Regions from separate parts of the Arabidopsis thaliana genome. Here region 2 is linked to region 1. Evidence: chromatin contacts called from public capture Hi-C data. All regions are on one chromosome and are shown on one strand. The core of a region is the stretch at or near the end of the contact, and the rest is flanking DNA. Distances in the headings are between cores, read along the strand shown.

Region 1 (6,829 bases), core at 2,394-4,893:
GCCGAACGCAAGCAAAAATTAGCTGACCAACTTGCCAAGGCTGCTTGTCAACCTTCAACTCGAGGTGGGGAACTTCGGTCAGCCATAGCAGCTCTCAAAAGGCTTGGCGATGGTCCTCGAGCCCATACTGTACTTCTTGATGCCCATTTCCAGAGATATCAATACAACATGCAAAGTCTTCGTCCTTCTAGCACCTCATATGGAGGGGCGTACACTGCTGCACTTTCTCAGCTTGTGTTCTCAGCTATCTCTCAAGCTTCTAGTGACTCATTGGGAATCTTTGGGAAAGAGCCAGCATATAGTTCTGAACTTGTGACTTGGGCTACTAAGCAAACAGAGGCGTTTTCCCTTCTTGTTAAAAGGCATGCATTAGCTTCTTCTGCAGCAGCGGGAGGACTAAGAGCTGCCGCAGAGTGTGCACAGATAGCTCTTGGGCATTGTTCTTTGTTGGAAGCTCGTGGTTTGTCCCTTTGCCCAGTGCTTTTAAAGCACTTTAAGCCTATTGTGGAACAGGCATTGGAGGCAAATCTTAAGCGAATTGAAGAAAACACTGCAGCTATGGCTGCTGCAGATGATTGGGTACTGACAAGTCCTCCTGCTGGTAGTCGTCATGCTAGTACAGCATTTCAGAATAAGCTTACATCCAGTGCCCACCGGTTTAATCTCATGGTCCAGGTAGACTATCTTGACAAACACTTTTCTCCGAAATTTTCAGCCTTTTTCTAAAGTTGTGCTAGAAAAATAAAGTGCTTAGGAAATGCAGACATGCCTAGAAAAATGAAATATTTTTCACTCTTAGACGTCTGGTGTGTCTCTTAGATATGCCAGTATCCCATGAAAATTGCTTATAATATGAGTTTACACATCAGCTGTAAAATTGACTAGCCATCGTTGATGACGATTGATTAGAACTTGCACTCGCGTTCCCACTGAAAAGTTATTATAAACTCTAGGCAGTACCAATTCTGTCTTAGCTGCTCTGATAGGCAGAGGATTCCCAAGTGGACTGTCATGAACTTTGGATGTATTTGTCAAGTAGATCCTTTTGATAATGGTATTTTGTTGCAGGACTTCTTTGAGGACGTAGGACCTCTGCTAAGTATGCAATTGGGAAGTAAAGCTCTGGAAGGTCTGTTTCGGGTGTTTAACTCATATGTAGATGTGCTGGTAAGAGCACTTCCTGGTTCGATAGAAGAAGAAGATCCAAATTTTGAAAGTTCATGTAATAAGATTGTCCAAATGGCTGAGACGGAGGCAAACCAACTTGCATTACTCGCAAATGCATCATTGCTAGCGGATGAATTACTTCCACGTGCTGCCATGAAACTCTCTCTTGATCAGACTGGTCAGAGGACAGACGACCTAAGGAGACCTTTGGACAGACAAAATCGTAATCCTGAACAACGAGAATGGAAGAGGCGTTTACTTAGTACTGTTGACAAGTTAAAAGATGCGTTTTGTCGCCAGCATGCCTTGGATCTCATTTTTACTGAGGAAGGAGATAGCCATCTGTCTGCGGATATGTACGTAAACATAGATGAAAATGGCGAGGATGTGGACTTCTTTCCATCTCTGATATTCCAGGTAGTTGTTGTTTCATTTCCATCAGTCCAGTTAGCCTTTATGAAGTACTGTACCCAGATGTGTAGTCACTTGGGAACTCTTATCGGCAGATTGGATACTGTAGAGTTGAATCCATGTTTGTCATAGTCTACTGTCCACTTCAAGAACATGATTTTTTTCTGTCTTTTTTAGCTTAATATTCTTATACTTTGGGTGTTGCGTCGTTGGAAAACAGGAACTTTTTGCCAAACTTAACAGGATGGCAAGTCTAGCAGCAGATATGTTTGTAGGAAGAGAAAGATTCGCCATATCTTTGTTGATGCGATTAACAGAGACTGTGATCTTATGGCTTTCTGGAGACCAGAGCTTTTGGGATGACATTGAGGAAGGTCCTCGACCTTTGGGACCTCTTGGCCTACGGCAGGTTTGTACACTCATTCTTGCTTCTGTATATGTATATTCAGCGAGCATCGAAATTGTTGTGTACCTTTGTTAACAAACAACCTGCATCTGTCACAGCTGTATTTGGACATGAAGTTTGTCATATGCTTTGCATCCCAAGGTCGCTACCTATCGAGGAATTTGCACAGGGGAACTAATGAGATAATATCTAAAGCCTTAGCAGCTTTCACCGCAACAGGGATAGATCCATATAGGTACATCGGTTTTGAGGGTGTTTTGCAATGTTTTAGCCTTTATGGTAAGTATAAATGATTAAAATGTGGTTGTGAATGATGTGCAGTGAGCTGCCAGAAGACGATTGGTTCAATGACATATGTGTGGATGCGATGGAAAGATTGAGTGGCAAGACAAAGGGCAACAACGGGGATGTCCACAGTCCGACTGCTTCAGTGTCAGCTCAGTCTGTTTCATCAGCGAGATCTCATGGCAGCTATTGAAACCAAACCCATCTTACATTTGTTAAGAAGGTGAATGGTCAATAACTTTTGATCTTCTCTTTTCAGCTCTGCTTTTCCAAAAGCTTTCTATTTTGTAGAGTCTCCAGTTGTTGATGAGATGATTTTGGGGGCGTGTAAATGTTGTTGAGTTGACATGTTTGTTTTCTTGTATTGGTCCTCTCTCTCTCTCAATGGATGCATTCTTTGGGTTAAAATATTGAAGAGAGTGTTGATCTTTCTTCTCTATGATACACTCTCTTTCTGTTTTGGTATTGGATCAGATGTAGCAAACTTGAATGAGATATCTTACGATTCACTTTTTGTATTTCCTACTCGAATCATGTAGTTCATAGCGTAAATTAGTTTTAAGTAAATCGTGTTGTGTAAACTCCTAGTCTAATTCTTGGTACGGTGGGTCGGATCTTGGGATGTACAAAAGTTTGAATAATGGGTAAGGACGGTTACCTACCACATGGACCCTTAAAGGCTTGGTAATTTGGCCACGCATGCCCGATAAGGCAATAATCATTCGCGAATGAGGCTTAGAGATGCTAGAGTCATCCCTCGCCATTGATGCAAACACCTCCTTTGCTTCTCTACATGTTTGAGATTCATGTTTTGACAGATGACAAACAAAAGTAGGTGGTGATACTCAGGCTGTGAATGGTAACCAAAACCGTATCGCAACAGTGCTGTAACAGTATCAAAATCTTTACATATACATATGTATCTATGTATTTTCGTTCCTATTTGAACCGCACCGCACTTCTTCCGCACCGCAAAACGCAGTCACCATTCGGAGCCTCAGAATGTATAAAACATGGCAAGGAAGATGTGATGTTGATAGCTCTATGGTAGATTTCAGGTAATGACTTTTCCAATGATAATTCCAAGTGATAGTAGTCTATAATCACGTGGGAGGAGGCACAATCAGACTACATTACTGAACATTTTGATTTCAGCTTACTTACCATTCACATGTTATGAGCTGAATCTGATATTTAATTAACAAAATTTGCCTCGTTACAAAAATCGAATTATCAGGGTGCAAAACACAACAATTTATTCAATAGATTATTTCTATTATGTAGCTTAAAATATTTTATTTTTTTGGTGAGAAAGTAACTTAAAGTATTTTAAATGTCTAGTTTGATCAGAATTTTTATTTTATTTTGTCAGATATACACTGTGGGACTAAAAAGAATAAAAGAAGAGATAAATATAATAATAAAATATTGGAGGTGAATTTGTTTGTGGAACAACTGGTTTCGCTTCTTCTTCTACAGAGCTTCCCTCGTTTCCTCCGCCGGAGAGACACTCCATTAAAATCCCTTCTTCATCGATCCTTCATTAGATTTACAACAACAACAATGCCAAGCGTCAAGCTCACACACCATTCTCCACCTGACACTATTGCCTCCGACTCCGTCCGTCTCCTTTCCCGTGAAACTCTCCGAATCAGCGCCTCTCTCGCTTCTCCTCCCGTTGATGATCTCCCTCCTCACTCTCCTCCACCTCCAGATTCTCAATTTCTTCATTCGACTCTGAGATTGATCTGTTGCGAAGAAATCGATGGCCGTCGGTTTAAGTATGTCGCTGAGAGCGATGGTTCTGGGAGATTCAAGAAGAATTCAGTTCGTGCTATTAGCTTGGAGTCTCCTCAGACTCCTTTTGATGTATGCCTTGTTCCATTGATGAACTCTTTTTTTGAATTTTCCTAAATATGTGAAATGTGTTCAATTTTTGTTTTTGGTGATTTGTTACAGGAAGTGGGTTCGTTTCTTAGATCTTACGTTGTACCTGAAGGCTTTCCTGGGAGTGTTAATGAGTCTTATGTTCCTTATATGACTTGGAGAGCTTTGAAAGTATGTTTCGTTACTCTCTAAAAGTTTTTTTTTAGAATTCAGTGTAAATGATTGATCTTTTTGACTGTGTAGCATTTCTTTGGTGGAGCTATGGGTGTGTTTACTACTCAAACTCTTCTTAATTCTGTTGGAGCTTCAAGAAACAGTTCTGCTTCTGCTGCTGTTGCCATCAATTGGATTCTCAAGGTTTTCCTTTCTCGTATATCCTTTCATGCATCATGCATGTATAACAATCCTTTAAAACATGGCTTACTCACTCATTGTTGAATATCAATGTAATTCTTGTAGGATGGTGCTGGGCGTGTTGGGAAAATGCTTTTTGCGAGGCAGGGAAAGAAATTTGATTATGATTTGAAACAGGTACTTATTCCATTACTTAACAAATGCGATGGTTGACTCTCTCTCTCACGTTTAAACTCACTTTGGCTTGCAGTTACGGTTTGCTGGTGATCTATTGATGGAGCTCGGTGCTGGTGTAGAGTTGGCGACGGCTGCAGTTCCACATCTTTTTCTTCCACTGGCTTGTGCTGCTAATGTTGTTAAGGTAGTTTTATCATCTTTTATCACTCATAATTGCTATTCGATTTCAATGTTATTGTTGGTCTTTGATTTTTGTTTTTGTATCAATCATTTGTTTTATCACAGAATGTTGCAGCAGTAACATCAACGTCTACTCGTACACCGATCTATAAAGCCTTTGCTAAAGGAGAAAACATAGGAGACGTAACTGCTAAAGGAGAGTGTGTTGGTAATATTGCAGATCTGGTATGACCCTTTTTCAACATTAGTTTTCATTGTTTCTTGGGTGTTTTGTTGGTTTAATCTGTCAAGCGGAATTAAATTTGAACTAAAGGTGGCTACATTGCTAGTTTGCTACTTGTTGCTTAAGGGTCGAAATAGATTCTGTTTGATCTCTTTTTGAGCTCTAAAATTTTCATTTGTTTTTATTATTTTCTATGTGAAGATGGGAACTGGGTTTAGCATCCTGATATCAAAAAGAAATCCTTCGTTGGTCACAACATTTGGTCTTCTATCATGTGGCTATCTCATGAGCTCGTACCAAGAGGTAGAATCCAGCTCTGTTTCAAGTATATCTCTTTTTATGTACTTGGGGTTCTCTTGATTTATTGCTCAAAAAACGTGGCTGTGTCCTTTACAGGTTAGATCTGTAGTATTGCATACACTAAACCGTGCTAGATTTACAGTAGCAGTGGAGTCCTTTCTTAAGACGGGTAAGCTATGTCACTTTGCTAGCATGCACTTGAGTGTGCTCCTAGAGCTCTGATTTCCCACCCCTTTTGAGGTTTGTCATATTCAAACTTCACAGATTGAACTTTCCATCTATCTGCAGGGCGGGTTCCCTCATTGCAGGAAGGTAATATCCAAGAAAAGATATTCACTTTTCCATGGGTGGATGATCGGCCAGTGATGCTTGGTATGTGTTATCAAGCATTCCATATAAATTATATTCCTTTTTCATTACCCTTACTGATTAGGTTTTTCATACAATTTGACAGGAGCCAGATTTAAGGATGCATTCCAAGACCCCAGCACGTATATGGCTGTAAAGCCTTTTTTCGATGTATGTGTTTTTTCCCTTAATATCAAGCCTTGACCGCTTTATCTTGATACTGTAATTGACTTTATTCTCTTTACTAATGGCAGAAAGAAAGATACATGGTAACGTACAGCCCTACCAAGGGTAAAGTCTATGCACTGCTCAAACATCAGGCTAACTCAGATGACATTCTCAAAGCAGCATTTCATGTAGGATGATTTTGTATCTGTTTAATTACTATTCTGTTGAGACGAAGTAATTTTGGCCTAAATTTTCTCATTCGGTTACATGATCATATATCACAGGCACATGTGCTTCTTCATTTCATGAATCAATCAAAAGATGGTAACCCAAGATCGGTGGAGCAATTAGATCCTGCGTTTGCTCCTACGGAATATGAGCTCGAGTCTCGTATTGCTGAGTCGTGTGAAATGGTTTCCACATCATATGGCGTCTTCAAAAGCAGGGCTGCAGAACAGGTAACTTGGGAGAAACCTGTTATATCCTTTTTAAGTTATTTAATCGAGTGTGCATCTGAAAATTCCATTTTGATAGGGTTGGAGAATGTCAGAATCTCTGCTTAATCCTGGCCGGGCTAGGTTATGTCATGTGAAGGAGGGGGAGTAAACATCGCCTGTTGAGACTGGTCATCGACCTGAATCGGCTTTTATAGTTATTTCACTGTCACACTCTAAATTTTGCTGTCTTGGTTTCATGAAGAAAAAAACAGGTTTTGGTTGGTACACGTTTTATTAACCAGGCTGTAAAAAATAGAACGATATGTAGCTTTTGTAAATTGTGAGAATGCCACTGGTGTAATTTAACAGATGAATCTTCTTTGTGTACCAATTCTCACATCATGATTGTTACACAGGTTCATAAACAGAAAGTCAGAAACTTTGGGTTCACGAAACATACATAGTACCAGATCTAGAATGTATGAA
Region 2 (6,330 bases), core at 2,665-5,164, 43 kb before region 1:
GGATTCATAATCAACCATTCAACGATTCACCATCCAAAAATATACAATCCACCATACGTGATTTAGCCATCCACCATGTAAGTTACTACCATCCACCGTTCACATGCCCACCATTTCATCATCCATTGTTCACAAACCCCCCACCATCCACCACCGATGATTGTTTTGATTGATTTTTAAAAACATTTCGATAGAGGTCCATACATTTTTCTTAAGCTCGATCCAGCTTCTAATAATTTATCTGTATATGCTGTCACTAGATATCTAAAATTCATTTCCACTCAAACTAACGATCTCTGTCAAATGAATAGTTCATTTTTATTTTATTTTTGCGTATTTTTATGTAACTAATTTAATTAATAAATGTATATACATTATTCCAAATGCTATAATGTATGTAGAATAGTCCAATTTTTAAAGAAAGTTTCATATCAAAATTAATTAAATTTTCGAAAAATAAACATAGACTTAAAAAAGTAACAACTTATTTATATATTTTTTATATTTGTCTCTTTAATATACTTATTACTTTACTATTTAATTATTTTAACCAAACAAAAACTCGAACTTTAGAGATTAATTTGAATAATCAATCATACAGAAAACACTAAAATTTGTAAACGACATCAATATACAAATATTTATAAAATTTATGATTAATTTATTTATGATTTAGTTTGAATTTAAATGTAGAATTTGACTAGTTAACCCACAAGGGCATGCAGAGCGGTTCCGAATGTCTTTATGTCTAAAGCAATTTAATTACTAAGCTCATTAGCAATCATAAGACTTGCAAAACTTAGCTATGAACTTTACTCAAAGAGGCGATTGAACTTGAGTTTATTATCTCTCTCAAGAAGAATATTTATCTCTAGAATAAGAAACTTTCAAAATTCTCACAAACACTTGCACACTTGTTTACATCCACACTTGTTTACATCCAAATCATTTTGTATGCGTTTGCTTTTTCCTTTAACCAACCCTTTTTTATTATTTTCTAATTTGAGCATTGCAAAGTCTTTTAGGAAAACTCTCTTTCCCCTCACACATGGTGCGTCCCGAGAGGTTGACAGTTTTCTTTTTGGTGCAAACTTATTTACTTTTTGGTGGTTTAACCATCTCCATCAATGGTTTCTCATTTAGAAACTGTTCAATAGAAAAATAAAATATAATCAAAAAGTATGAGAGAGACTAGAATTAGTCTCTCAAGTGAGAAACTCTGAGAAACCCATAAAAACACTTGTATATCATTTATTGGTCAAATATTATTTTATTGTTAAAATTTAATTATATAACTAATATTTATTAAAATACTAATATCTTTCTTTTTTGAGAAACCAAGAAAATATCTCACTGATGGAGATGCCCTTAATAATTCTCACTAATTCAAGAATCACATGCATAACTTTTTGCTCAAAAACTCTGCACGAACAAATTAGATTACATATGACATATCTACAATTTGTTCCTCCATTTAAGAAATCGAAATGAGAAATCTAGTTAAATTCAAATTTTGTAATTATTACTATTAAGTTGAAACCATTTTATGGCATTGGACCAATACTCTAGAAATAAACCATCATTAGTTAGTCATTGCTAATTTATTTATGGCAATGATATCATCCACTATATTATCTAAGTACGGCTAGCTTCAACCATCCCTAATTTTCTTAACATATATTTGATGATTACAAGTATAGGACTAAATTATATGGATTGCATTATAGTGTAATCTGCTCAATTCTTTATTTTCTAATGGATAAAAGAATCATTTTTTTTTCTTGTTTCTTTTCTTTTGTGCAAAGGATAATGAATCCTTCTTTAGTTCTTTATGTTTGGGATAAAGTTGACGCAAACGTTCATTCTCATGCGTACACGTTTATCCGATGCATAAAAAATAATTCCGACGATGTATCATTTAATTAAACATGCTTAATTTTATATTGATGATGTTTCTGTTCTATATATTGTTGCGTTTAAGACTTCACTACACTATATTAATAATCTAGAAAACTATTTTTTATATAGTAAATGCACGTTGTAGTTGATAAATAATGGTAGTCTGACAATAAGTCGACGAAGATTGATTCAAAATTCTATCCTAGAACCTTGATGTCCACGTTATTAATGCAACTACCCTAAAAGTTTAAATCCTAGATCCTTCAGATCTGCAACCATGTATATGGTATGGCCTTTGGAATATTCAGGATATTCCCACGGTGCTCTTGCAGTTGTGCCCGTCGCTTGCTCTCACCCGCGAACGGCCCTTAAATCCAAACTCATATGATTTGATTTCAAAAGCATTCCATAAAACTGTTTTCTTGTATACAAAGATATAGGTTATGGCTTGTACCACTAGCATCCATATTCCGCAACATGTCAACGAAGATTTCTATAGTTTTAACACAATCATTTTTTTTGTAGATATCTTAGGGTGTCTTCAACTCCACTTAAATTTTCCCTCTATATTTATTAGAGTAAAATCATTTTTAATTCCACACTCTATACATCATTCTAAAACACAGTAAAGGATATGATTACTCTATATATATGTGGAGTAACTCTAATGTTTACTCTATTCTTTTTAGAATAAAATATAATAAAATGATACATTTGAGAAAACCCCTACTCTATTTTAGAATTACTATATTCTAGAGTAAAAAACATACATTGGAGATGATGGTCTTTTAGCTAGATAGGATTTAGGAGCTTCCGCTTGATCAAAAAAAAAAAAAACAGAGAGTTAGGAGCTTCCAAACAAAGTTCAACTATCGTGAGTACATTAACTCATTGCGGATGTTAATATATCTTAGTTGTGGCTTTCACCATTATACTCAAAATAAAAGAAGTGGAGACACTAAGATGTCGACTGGCCTATCAAATGTTGAAAAACCATCAAAACAAAGATCGAGTTGATTAATAATTATACAGTTGTGGCAGATTTTAAAACTAACCCCACAATCTATTAAAACTTGAGAGTGTTCCTTGGAATGAATTCAACATGTGTATTACAACACAATCAAGAAATTAATTCGGTAGGAAACCATGATTTTGATGAGACAATAAACGATTGGATCCGATCAATTTCCCCATAAATTTTTGCAATAATAAAATATGTCAAGGTCAGGTTCCATAACTAAAGGAAAACAATATCTGCATTTCTTTATCGTGTTTCTCCATCTTGCATGAATAAGAAGAATTGTTAAAAAGTGAATGCATACCTTGTTGATCTAATAACTAAAAAAAAAAAAAAAAGAGAAGGATCAACTGATTTACACCAAAGACATCTTAATTTGATTGGATCTAGCCAGTAGCCACCTCTCATAAAAGTTTAAAAGACTTTCTAACCAATAGATGTTGTTTTTTGTTTTGGTTTTAATGTTAAATCCAATAGATTTTGTTCTTCTCTTGAATTGTGTGATGTTTCAACAAGTCTGGCAAATACACAGTGGTTCGTATAATTGGACGATGTCTACCCTAGTTTGGGCTCATTTGGTTTCTTGTTGAAATCCAGTTTTGGGAACTAAAAATCATTATAAAATTTTAACAACAAAATTTTCATATCTAGAAACTAAATAAACACACATGAGAAGTAAGATTTCAAAAATATCTGTAATTGAGTTAGAATCAAAACAAACTTTACAAGATCATGTGAAAAAAATATACATATATTATTTTTATATAAGTATATCGGACACAGTTGTAAAATTTGAGAGAAATTATTTATGAAAAATCAATTCAAAATAATATATATAAAAAACAAATAGTTTTTTCCCCCATAAAATATCACGATTGTATACAAATTTGTTGGGCAAAAACAATACTATGAAAATTTTCATAATTAGATAATTTATTTATGCAAGTTTTTTTTTGTTATTGACTTTTTTATTTATTTAGAAGAATATATCCTTATGAAAATCATAACAAAGAAAGAGAGTTTAGTTTTGCCTAAATTAGGATCAAATAAAAAAACAAAATTCCTGACCCATACCACTCTACGACCTCCCTCAAAAAAAAACAAAAAAGAAAAAAAAACAATAAAAAAATCGACTTTTTAGCATCTGCTTGAGCGCGAGAGGTTCATGATTCCAGGAATCTCGTGCCCAATTATATAGCTTTCCATTTCTGTGGCTTTGTAATCTGATCGGAAATCGAAAACAAACAATTTTATTTTCTTAAAAAAACAAGATCGTGGAGGAGAGATGGATGATCGGCACGAAGGAGACCATCATGATATAGAGGTTGAAGGAGGAGCTTTACATGGTTTCGAGAGGAAGATATCTGGGATTCTAGACGATGGATCTGTCGGATTTCGACAGCCTCTTCTCGCTAGGAATCGAAAGAACACAACTTCTCAGATCGCTATTGTCGGAGCTAATACTTGTCCCATCGAAAGCCTTGATTACGAGTCTGTCCTTTTTCTCCCTCTTCTCTTTTCTTCTGCACATAACTTGATGTTTCGTTCTTTTTTCTGGATAAAGTTTTTAACTTTGGCAATTAGACTTTAATATGCTTAAATGTTTTCGATTAGTTTTTAAACTTCATCTCAAATTTGATTATGAGTCTATGAAGTTTTGGATTATGTAACATTTTGGGTCCCATCCCATGTATAATTTTTAAATCATAATGTTTTCATTTTTAATACTTTTGGGTAAAAATTGAAGCTTTTAGCTTTTGAGAGACATCATAGCCACTTCACCTAGCAATAGGTATGCTATACAATCTATTAGATTGAGAAAAGTGCAAATCTTTTTGGGGTCTTTATGATGATGCAATCATAGTTTCAGACTGAATTTGACTTTTTGTCTTTGTGTGTGTCTCCTACTGGTGTCTTGCCTAATTTGGTGTGAATGATTATAGCTTATGTAAACATATCAGGATCTTGACTTGGGATTTTTATTTGGCAGGATCTTCGAAAATGATTTTTTCAAGCAAGACTGGAGGTCTAGGAAGAAGATTGAGATACTTCAGTATACGTTTCTCAAATGGGCGCTTGCTTTTCTTATTGGTTTAGCTACTGGACTTGTTGGCTTTTTGAATAACCTTGGTGTTGAGAATATAGCTGGATTTAAACTCTTGCTCATCGGTAATCTCATGCTCAAGGAAAAGTAAGTCTAGCTTTTGTTGTTTATCTCTGCTTCTACGCCATTTTTTAGCACTTTCTATCCTGTTTCAGTTACTGTTTATTCACTGATTATATCTAAATTTCTTAATGGTTAATACTGTTATGAGAATTAAGGCTCACAGGGATATATGTGTGGATCAGAATGATAAATGACATCGGATGTTTCTCAAATACTGCAGATATTTCCAGGCATTTTTTGCATTTGCTGGTTGTAACTTAATTTTGGCAACTGCTGCTGCTTCACTCTGTGCTTTTATTGCTCCTGCGGCGGCAGGATCTGGCATACCTGAGGTTAAAGCATATCTCAATGGTATAGATGCTTATTCAATATTAGCTCCAAGCACCCTCTTTGTTAAGGTAAGATCCCCAAACAACTTTCCAAGCAGTCTTTGTTCATCCTGAATTTAGCATTGATGTCTTTGTTCATCTCTGTGGCCTTTTCTGATACGAAATATTTCGTATTGGTAGATCTTTGGCTCTATATTTGGAGTTGCTGCCGGATTTGTAGTTGGAAAAGAAGGGCCTATGGTTCATACTGGTGCTTGCATTGCTAATTTACTTGGACAAGGTGGTTCCAAAAAGTACCGGTTGACTTGGAAGTGGCTCAGATTCTTCAAAAACGATAGAGACAGAAGAGACCTGATCACTTGCGGGGCTGCTGCTGGTGTAGCAGCTGCCTTCCGTGCTCCAGTTGGAGGAGTGCTTTTCGCCCTTGAAGAAGCTGCTTCATGGTATTTTCTGTTTCTCTCTAACTCCTTATAACTAATCCAAGGAGTGATACCTTATGCAAGTCTAGTCATTGTAGTAGACAGACTCTGAAAGGGGAAGCTTCTCCCCAGCTAGAAGTCTTAATGCAAAAGTGCAAGAAGGTCACCATGTTTGTCTAGTTGAAAACATAATGTATCCAACATGACTTCTTTATGCAAATGGAAGTTAGTGAGCGAGGAAATCTAAGTGATACATAGTGTAGAGTTTAGACGGTTTGCGTATATTGCTATATCCATTTGGAAAAGATTATGTCTCACTTTTTTAATATCGTTAGGTGGAGGAATGCCCTTCTCTGGAGGACATTCTTCACTACCGCAGTTGTAGCAGTGGTCTTACGAAGTTTGATTGAGTTCTGTCGCTCTGGGAGATGTGGACTGTTTGGGAAAGGAGGTCTCATCATGTTTGATGTAAACTCGGGACCAGTGCTATATAGCACT

The links. Capture Hi-C pulls out chosen DNA fragments and counts their contacts.
Region 2: a contact with region 1 is called in a capture Hi-C map of shoot, with 4 times the contacts expected there. The contact joins the promoter of CLC-C here to the promoter of RUS6 in region 1. A contact is called at or near these places in 3 of 26 Hi-C or Micro-C datasets (cotyledon, leaf and rosette leaf), 1 of 2 datasets of contacts at active chromatin or transcription factors (shoot) and 3 of 3 other capture datasets (root, seedling and shoot).

Annotation. Positions count from the first base shown.
Region 1 is chr5:20,246,436-20,253,264 of TAIR10.1, reverse strand. RUS6 (root UVB sensitive protein (Protein of unknown function, DUF647)) reads left to right here and starts at 3,643. Exons shown (of 13, transcript NM_124360.4): 1 at 3,643-4,138; 2 at 4,229-4,327; 3 at 4,400-4,513; 4 at 4,616-4,687; 5 at 4,761-4,871; 6 at 4,973-5,092; 7 at 5,292-5,393; 8 at 5,487-5,559; 9 at 5,679-5,762; 10 at 5,845-5,909; 11 at 5,993-6,094; 12 at 6,191-6,364; 13 at 6,441-6,829. The coding sequence starts at 3,833. The coding sequence ends at 6,512. It overlaps EXO84B (exocyst complex component 84B), which reads left to right. Exons shown (of 7, transcript NM_124361.5): 3 at 1-675; 4 at 1,069-1,584; 5 at 1,799-1,987; 6 at 2,083-2,219; 7 at 2,306-2,846. The coding sequence ends at 2,462.
Region 2 is chr5:20,290,016-20,296,345 of TAIR10.1, reverse strand. CLC-C (chloride channel C) reads left to right here and starts at 3,914. Exons shown (of 8, transcript NM_124367.4): 1 at 3,914-4,408; 2 at 4,908-5,108; 3 at 5,305-5,482; 4 at 5,594-5,856; 5 at 6,168-6,330. The coding sequence starts at 4,203.